2 separate regions of the Oryzias latipes genome follow, and region 1 is linked to region 2. Evidence: chromatin contacts called from public Hi-C data. All regions are on one chromosome and are shown on one strand. The core of a region is the stretch at or near the end of the contact, and the rest is flanking DNA. Distances in the headings are between cores, read along the strand shown.

Region 1 (4,721 bases), core at 1,076-3,575, 220 kb before region 2:
AACTACTGACCTTGCATCTCTTAGATTCATTATTCTTTTTTGTAACCAAGGCAACCAATTCTAAATAAAATCGGAGGTTGGACAGGCATCCCCAGAGCTGTTGGACTGTTGACTGTTTGGGCTCTTGTGTCTGTTTTTTTAATACTGTCTTGTGTTTTCAGAAACAACATTAACAGTATTAAAAGGAAATTATATTCAACACCAACAAAAATGTATATATGCATTCATAAAATGAATAATCTGTTGGTTTTACATCAAGATCACAAAAAGCACAGATTTCCTTCCTTATTCTGTGTTTTGAGCACAGCTTTATGTCAGAACTGAACACTGAATAAATGACACACAAACACAAAGTAAATGGTAAATACTTATACAGCCCTGTACTGCCCTCTTAAAGGCCCAAAGTGCTGTACAGTCTCAGTCCCATTCACCCATGAACACACAATGATGGCGGCTCCACTGCCTAACACTGGTGTCAACCTGTAACCACCAGGAGCAACATGTGGTTCAGTGTCTTGCCCAAGGACACTTGGACGGGCAGAGCGGAAACCCAACCTGCGATTTTCCGATGCACCATAACCGTCCTACATTGCCTATCGAATGGAAAGTGAGGACATGTAATAAATAAACGTCAAGGACGTGTAAAAAAATTATTAAAGCATTACTTTATTGGCCACTGCTGAGTAAACTAAAGCAACAATCAACCCACTTGTAGAAAATCCAGCTGGTGTTTAATTCTGTGCTTAGTACCAAACTCCCTGAACGATCTGCTGTGTTGAATTGATGCGCCGTGCTCAGACGTCTGACAAAAAGCAACAACAAAAACAGACTCCTTGACTACTGTTGAAACCGCAAAGACAAAAGCGGCAGATCAGAACCCCTGTAATACAAGAATCTGGGTACAAAAGAAAATAATGTGATCATGTTTTCAGTCACTCCAGGTTCATGTTAGTAAGTTTTCATTTCTGTTAATTGTCCTCAGCCTATTTAAATGTCTGGTTATGGAGGGACGCCACTCTTCCCTGCAGCCATGCTCTGCTGCGCTTTGCCTTTAGCAACAAGTTAAAGTATGTTTTTGTGATTCATTGATTTCTGGGGTAAACTTTATAAAACGCTGACATCTGCTTCCTCGTCCCCTTTGACCCATGTGCTATCCTATGGGGTCCCGGTGACCCCACCCTTCCATTGAGGTGTTCTCCCTACCATGACAAAGGTGGATAAAGGTGGAAAGATTTCATGTAATCCATGGACACCAGTGAATATCACAAATCATTGAAGAAAAAAGGTTCAGAGCACTGTCTAGTGGGTCTAGATGACCCAACTCCCAATGTTAAAGTGCCTAGGATAGCACAAGGTTTATACGTTTCAATTATTATCCATTCTGTGAACAGTTTTTGAGTGTTTTGAAAGAAGTCAATATTAATACTAATTGTAAATTCATCCAAAGACCCATATCCAATAGTTACCCAAGTCTCTCTTATTTTGATTTTCTCGTACAGGAAGATGCTTAGTGTAACCTTTGTGAGTTTCAGTTCATGTGAGTTCAAATGAATTTACTCACAGTTCAAGATAAAAAAAAACTGGCCAACAATTCATTACCTAGAGCCGTTTCCCCCGCAATAACAGAATTTGACAGCTGTGGTGAACTGTGAGCAGAGGAAACCAGATGACAGAAGATGCAGAGTATGCTTGAAGTCTGACTTCAGTTCAAGTTTCAGCAGCAGGTTCTACTTCTGAGTTTTCTCTGGACCAGCTGGACCACCATGGCTCTCAGAGCTCAGAGCTGGTGCTCTCAGCATGAACCAACAACAACTATGTGAACCACATCCTTCAGACTTTGCTGAAAGCTTGAAGTTTGCTGCAGACTGAGTTTAGTAAAACTGAGACTTTCCCCCAGCCTGTCCCATGATGCAAAAGCTGGAAGTCTTACCGAACCAGTTCAGATCTGACAGTTTCTGATGAAAGGTCTGCAATGATTCAACACAAAACTAATGGGATGATGCGTTCAAGGCTCCGAGGTCGAACCCCCAGCCGATCCTTCCTGTAGCGCGGCAGCAGAGTCCTCCAGAGGCGCAGACGCACTGCCAGGCTCCTCTGGACGCATCTGACTCCGCTGAACATCACGGGAACCAGCTCAAAGGCGCATGCGTTAAAACCCCGGAGCGCAGCAGCAGCACGTGCAACAAGCGGCGGGCGTGACGGCGGCAGAGGACGGAGACACTTACCGGTGGGCGCGGCTCTGGGTCCCACGCGCCGAGAAGATGCTGCTGCGCGGAACTAAGAGGCGCGCGGCGCTCTGCGTGACGGTGTGACGAGACCCGCATAATGAGGCTGCTGCTGCCTTCAGGAGCTCCAGGATTTCTGAACTCCTATTCAAACTTGAAGTGAAGTCAGTAGAGAATCACTAAGGCAGTGTTTTATAACTTTTGTTCAGCCAAGGCACCGTTTTTACGCTGATAAACTACTGGAGCACACCACAGACTAAAATCACACATAATAACACTCTAGGGCCGAACCGAGTGTGTACAAAAATTATACTTTCTAAATGTCGAATAACAATTAGTGTGAAACTTTGGCCTGCTTTGTACAGCACTCATCAGCTATACTATACTATACTATACTATACAGCTATACTGTGAGTAATCAGACCTCTCATTTGTTAGAAATACTTTCCAGTTCCCTGTGCGTCATACGGATGAGCCAGTACCTCACTGCTCAACAAACATCATATCAGATCTTCCATCCACCCATCTTCTTAATCCACGGTATCCCTTGTATCCGCACTGTATCTCAATCCACTGTATCCCTGGGGTCACAAGGTTGCAGGAGGAAGTCCTGGCTGCTGTTGGGAAAGGGGGCGGCACACCCTGTCTGTCGCAGGGCACACAGGCACTCCCACACACAGGGACACCTTGGAGTAACCTATAACCCATTGAACCTATAAAGCAGGGGTTTGGACTGTAGGAGGACGCCAGGGTACTTGGAGAAAACCCATCCACGCACATGGAGAACATGCAAACTCCACACAGGAAGAACCCAGATAGGATTTGAACCAGGGCCTTCCCACCGTCTCATGTACCAGATTCATCTAACTGCAATGCAAATTTTTGACTATTGTGAAACTTCTCCAAAACAAGAGTTGATGTTTGCAGACATGACATGAACCTGTCATAAAACTGGAGCTATCTGAGAGAGAACTAAGCTGTCAGGGCCGAGCATCTCCTTTGCAACTTCTTTACAGGCAGCATTAATGTTTCATTTAGCGATGACAGCTCTCATTTATTTTTGTCTGGTTCTCCATCAGTGTAAATTACAGCCTGTTAGGATCAATCAGTCATCTGCTGCCTCCCACCGGCATATAAGGGTATTACGCTATGGGGCGGTAAACTCAATCAACCAATCAATCAATCAATCAATCAATCAATCAATCAATCAATCAATCAATCAATCAATCAATCAATCAATCAATCAATCAATCAATCAATCAACCAATCAATCAATCAATCAATCAATCAATCAATCAATCAATCAATCTCGCTACATGGAAATAACCATTCTCAATTCTCAGTCTGCCTGACACCCCTGGTGGAGCATGGAGTACTCATGGAACATCTGTAATTTAATTTAAACCGTTTTTGCTTTAGTTCTGTGCATCTCTGGATTCATTTACCAGCATCCTGACACCACTCCATGCCAGAAGCCAAAGTTATTGTTCTCCAAAGCAGAAGTTGTACTTCTTTGTTTTGTGTTTTGTTTAGCAGGAGAGTGAGAACGTTGTAATAGGTCTCTACACAACAAGAGTTCTGTTTTCACAGATGACCTCAATGAAGACAGAAAATCAAAGAGATTCTACCTGAATGCTATCATTAGCTTAGCTGAAGGATAGACAGTTTTAACCACAAACTTCTCTACTTTGAATTGTTTTTCTTATATACTTTATGAAACATATTGACAAATAGCAATGTTTACAGTTTTTTCTCACAACAGAATTAAACAACAGTTAGTGTGACCTCCACAAATATGTGGTCGTTTTGGGTGCAACCGAGTGTCAGTTGGATTTTCACCTCATTCAGTAATTTATGCCTTTGGAGAACTGAATAAGTAGAAATCTCTGCAAAATCATTTAGACTGGCTATGATCATTCCACGTGTGTTTTTATCATGTCTGTCTAAATGAACTATTCTTTCAGACTGAATTTTTATTGTTCATACAACTATTCCTCTTCCTTTCGTTTCTTACATCATTGCTAAAAAATTTGTTGAACATGTCAAACATTTTGTGAAATCAGATTAAAATATTTTGCCTCTATGAAAATGTTCATAAATAACTTTTCTCAGGTGAACCTCAATAGACTAATTAGTTGTAGACTTTCAATATACTACAACCATGGCTCAGAGTTGGTGTGGCATAGTGTGCTGTAGTAATCACAAAGGGGTGTATTGTATTATTGTATTATAAAAATTCATTTTGTTTATACTTGTTTTTATCTGTACAACAAAAAAGATTGACAACCTAGAAGGGGTGGACGAGCTCATTCAGTGTCCTGATCTAAATGAATTCTAGTTTAGAAAATGCCATACATGACTTATAATGCTGTCGTCACTTTACATGACATTGGAAACACTTCCAAAGAAACCTGTCCCAATCAAAACATGTTCAATGCTTTTCAGTTGATTGTTCAAAGAGGCAGGAGTCAACAAGCTTTAAACTATGCAGGGGGG
Region 2 (4,840 bases), core at 1,011-3,510:
ATATTTGTTTCATGAAAAATTCTATCGTTTTTTGTAGTTGCCTCCTTAAAGAACAAGTCTTCACTGATGGGAGGTTACAATGTGATTAATAAACATTAACATGACTAATAAGTCATGTTACCTAAATTAAAATTACTTATATTTTAGTGTTTGATTGTTTGGTTTGGTAAAACATTTAATGATGCTTCTAAAGAGCATCTTCTGGTCCGTGATGAGGAACGTCGGCTTTTGAGCGAATGGCTTGTTCCGCTGAACTGTTTTGATTCTGCGTGGTTTAGTTTTGTTTCTGCAAAAGTAACAACTTCTGTTTTCAGTCCAGAATAACAAAAGCAGCATCTACTGTCAGGTCTCATCATTATTTGTTCACATTTAACAGTTAGGTAAAAGGGAGAAACTCTTGTTGGGTTTTTTTCAAGCAGGAGGTTGATTTTTTTCTTTAGTTTCTCTTGAACATAACTGATCATAGAAAAAGGTTTGAGGGAATGTTAAGTTTTTGCTAAATCAAACTGGTATTTGATTCATTATTTTGAGTCAGTTTCACTATTTATTGTTACATTTGAGAGCATCTTGTGCATAATAGCAGCAGGCAGCTGAGAAAGGTTTGTTCAGCTGGCAAATCCTCTTAGTGGTCATCATGCAGGTGAGGACAGCACCATTATGCTGCTTTGCATTGAACTTGATAACATTTCCTATCAGCAATCTGAAACTTCTCCAGGAAGTCCACCTGTGCAGATCAGCTCTGATAGCTCTGAACTTTGTGAGATGAGGACGGCTACATTTCTCTTCCATGCATTTGCATCGCAAATGTGGGGCTGAGAAACCAGTTTGAAAACCCACACAGGGTACATTTAGTCGTCAACAAGGCAGAAGCAGGTTTTCCTCTCCGCCCCCACCAATCAACCTGCACACCCTGAGCCAGAGACAGAAGCTGCAGTTGTTGGAAAAGTTCCACAAATGCCCCATCGACTGCACTTTCATCTATTTCTTCTTTGTCTCCATAAGTTTACGTTTCCTCAAATCCAGGCAATAGAAACAACATGAAGCAGCATATACAGGCAGATCATTACATAACTACTCCAACCCTTAACCCATTTTCAGGAGTGGAACCCCCCACCCCCAGCCACCTGGTGAAGTGTTGTTTCCCCATCAGGAAGTGAGAACAGGTAAACTGACACAAAAGGTTTCGTGTTTTCTTGCTGTGTCTAAGGAAGCTGTGAAATGCTTCGACTGTTGTCTTTCAAAAGAGAGAAACTATAAATCATTTGATCATAAATCTTTACAGCAGGACTGGGATTTTTCTCTGGTGCAGTTAAGCAGAAAAGTGCAGGTATGAAGATTTGGACGAGCAAACGCTCTGGAGTTTGCTCATCTTGATTAACACACCTGTGTGGAAACACCTGGAAAAACAGGTAGCTGAGGAGCAAAGCAGACCGCTAGTGATGAAAAAGAAGGTATGACAGCACAATAAAAATATGCGGAAAACAAATTCAGAATCTCTTCAGTGATTTTAACGCTGTCGTTCTCTCTATTTGTCTTCTGTGACTCTTTTCATTTTTCCTTCTCCAAAGGTTGAGCCTTTTGCCAAAATTGAAAATAAGATTTTTTTTCTTACTCTGTCTAAATAAACATAATTACAAGATAAAAATAAATGTGTTATTTTTCTTCTCGCATTTGTGTGTTAACATCCCATCTTAATCAGATAAACTTTGTGTGTTTGAAGCTAGTGTATAAAAACCATCACTGAATAAGGTAACTAGTAAAGTTCAGCTTCTCTTAGCAAAAAGTAGAAGTATACTACAACTATACTTAGTCTATGTTGTAAACTAGGCAGTATACTTTGTTCAAACTTTGTCTGAAAAAGTCTTCAATTAGAACATATTCCACATATGTGGTCTATATATACTATTGGCCTACTTGCTATATTTACGTATATGTATACTTATAATCAAGTATACTTCTAAAATAAACTTCTTGTTCAAAGTTGGGGGGGGGGGTCTAATGAAGCACAAGCCTTTTTTTTGTCGAAACTCAGTCTCTGATCAACCGATTTTAACTTCAGCCGAACTTCAGAGTTGCTTCAAAACCGGATTAACGGGTTCCAGGTCATTAGGGGCAAACGGGTTAAAAACATCGCGTTTTCCAACGGTCAGTAAACGCAGCACAACAACCCTTGCTTAAGCTCCGCCCCGGCGCCCTGCGGCGGCTGTGATTGGCTGAGCCGCGTCCTCGCTCGCCGCGCTCATTCATCTCCTCTCTTGGGCGTTGGACTCCGCATCTTTTGACGAGCGGAATTCCTGCCTCTGCAGCCCGTTTGCAGCGCCGCGGAGCCCGACGGGGATTTTCGGTGTCCCGCTGACTCAGCCTGAAGCTTCCCGCCACTCCAGCTGGACTCTGCTTTGGTTTTCCTCTGAACTTTCTCTGTGTTCGGGAAGACAGACGCCAGCGCGGGGGGAGGCGGCAGCGCGGAGCTTTGCATTTCAATAAAGAAAGAGAGGCTCGCGAGTCTTTTTGTCCCGTGGATCTCCTGGTTGGAGCCGAAAGTTATGGGAGCGCAAGAGTCCAAGACCCCCGGGGGCGTGGAGACGGGAGTGGAGAAAGCCGGAGAGGCTGCTGCGTCCCCCTCCAAGGCCAACGGACAGGTAGAGGAAGATTTTTCGGCTCATCTCTGCATCTATGTGGGGGGTGGTGTGTGTTAGGTGGAGGAGGGGTGAGTGGGAGGGGGGCTCTGTTGTGTGGCGGCGCTGCGCTCTGCCTCCATTCGATGCGTTTTGTGCTCTGAATGCGCAACAGTTGATTCCGCTTGGATCCAAAGCCGCCTGCAGCAGCTCCGCTCGCGGTTCTGCGCCCGTTCCAGTACCGGTGCAGGTTCTGCAGCTTTGCTGGGTCTGGCTGGAGCCTCCGCGCGGCTGCTTTTTGTCTCTTCACCTGAGCAGAAAGTGTGGATGTAGCCGCGCGGCGGTCCGTGCGTCACAGACAGCAGAGCGCGTCTGCGCACGGAGCGCGCGGAGCTTTTTCCTACCAGACGGGGAGTCGGGGCTTTGTTTGTCCAGTCTGCGGGGGTTTGGGCACGCAGGCTCCGCATTGTGCAGCACTCAGTAGTGAGGGGTCAGCTTTAGTGGATGCTCATGATCCACCGGTCTCTACTGCTCCTGCCGTCCGTCCGTGGCACTGCTCGTGCCGTGAGACGATCTCATCCTGTTTCCTCTTTTGTTTTAGGAAAACGGCCACGTCAGAGTGAACGGGGACGCTTCTCCTGCTGCAGCAGAGGAGGGGAAAGAGGCGCCTCAGGCCAACGGGGCTGCGCCGGCCGAAGACAGCCCCAAAGAGGAGCCAGGGAAGGCAGAGGCCACCCCTGCTGAGACAGGGGTTGCAGGTGGGGAGAAGGCGGAGGGGGAGGCAGGAGCCAAGGCGGACAACAGTGCAACTCCCTCCACCAGCAATGAGACCCCGAAAAAGAAAAAGAAACGATTTTCCTTCAAGAAGTCTTTTAAGCTGAGTGGCTTTTCCTTCAAAAAGACCAAAAAGGAGACAGGCGACGGTGCTGAAAACGAGGAGGAGGCGGCAGGAGCATCTGCAGAGGGGACCAAGACTGACAACCAAGAAAAACCTGCGGAGGACAAGCCAGCAGAGGGGGGCACAGAACCTGCCAAGGAGGAGGCAGCTGAAAGGGAGAAGCCTGCAGATGAGCCAGAGAGTGAGGAGAAACGTGTTGAGGAGGCCCCCAAAGCAGAGGAGGCTCCAAAGGTTGAGGAGGCCCCCAAAGTGGAGGAGGCCCCCAAAGCAGAGGAGGCCCCCAAAGTGGAGGAGGCTCCTAAAATAGAGGAGGCCCCCAAAGTGGAGGAGGCTCCTAAAGTGGAGGAGGCCCCCAAAGTGGAGGAGCCCCCCAAAGTAGAAGAGGGTCCCAAAGAGGAGGAAGCACCAAAAGCAGAGGAACCCTCGCAGGAAGCAGCATCAGAAGCTCCAGCCTCTGTGCCTGAGGCAGATCAATAAATGGCAAAAGAAGAAGAAGGAATTATCCCAAAAATCAGAAAAGACTTCCCTGTTTGTGTCAAAGAATTCACCTGAAAACCAGGAGGTTTTAAAGTTTTTTCTTCTCTTCATCTCTGATTTCTCCTCCACCTTACAAAACCCACCCCGGTCCTTTGGGCCGGGACGGCGGGCGGCTTCAGATCCAAAACTTCCACATTTGCCACACATTTTTGCATCAGTATTAATTTTTCTTTTTTGACACAACATTGGAAATGGCACGCCGGCGGGGATGAAACGGGCGGGCCTTCCGCTGTCAATGGAGGAAGAACAGAAACTCTGCGGGATCCACAACACTAAGCCTTCAGAGTCCAGGACGTGGCCCAGAGTGCTGTGCAGGACAGCACACCTGCCCACAGGAACTCCTCACTTCTCATTGGCTGTGATTCAAATAGGCGTTTATTGTTTATTGTTGGTTTTCTGACTTTGATGAAAATGTAAGTATGTATAGGAACCTTGTTTTTAACTGTGATTATTGTACAAAGACAGATCTGGATCTCTAGGAGCTACGAAGTTTGCAGCCGTCATTCTTCTGTCAAATACCAGCAGAGACACTCAAACAGCCACACAGAGAGGAGCTCTCACTGACTGACTGGGACTTTTCTGTCCACTGGACTCAGATCTGTCGGATGCAAATGTTGCTGTAGCATCATGTAACTTTTTTTGTTTCTCTTCTTTTGTAAATAGTGCAGAGGCTTTGACAGATTCCGCTTAGAGGTGGAATGTTACATCCTCCTGCTTCAGGTGTTTGGGTTTTCACTAAAAGCAAAAAAAAAAAGGAATAAATCTGAATAAAATTTGAGCTGCATCTCCT

What was found. A called contact is a pair of places that touch in the nucleus more often than the background predicts.
Region 1: a Hi-C map of embryo shows a contact between it and region 2, with 2.7 times the contacts expected there. The contact joins the promoter of LOC101167011 here to the promoter of marcks in region 2. A contact is called at or near these places in 2 of 5 Hi-C or Micro-C datasets (embryo and fibroblasts).

The regions. Positions count from the first base shown.
Region 1 is chr24:21,842,290-21,847,010 of ASM223467v1, reverse strand. It overlaps LOC101167011 (tyrosine-protein kinase Fyn), which reads right to left and starts at 2,325. Exons shown (of 12, transcript XM_023953147.1): 1 at 2,226-2,325.
Region 2 is chr24:21,625,604-21,630,443 of ASM223467v1, reverse strand. It overlaps marcks (myristoylated alanine-rich C-kinase substrate), which reads left to right and starts at 2,260. Exons shown (of 3, transcript XM_023953101.1): 1 at 2,260-2,639; 2 at 3,217-3,717; 3 at 3,790-4,828. The coding sequence starts at 2,544. The coding sequence ends at 3,990.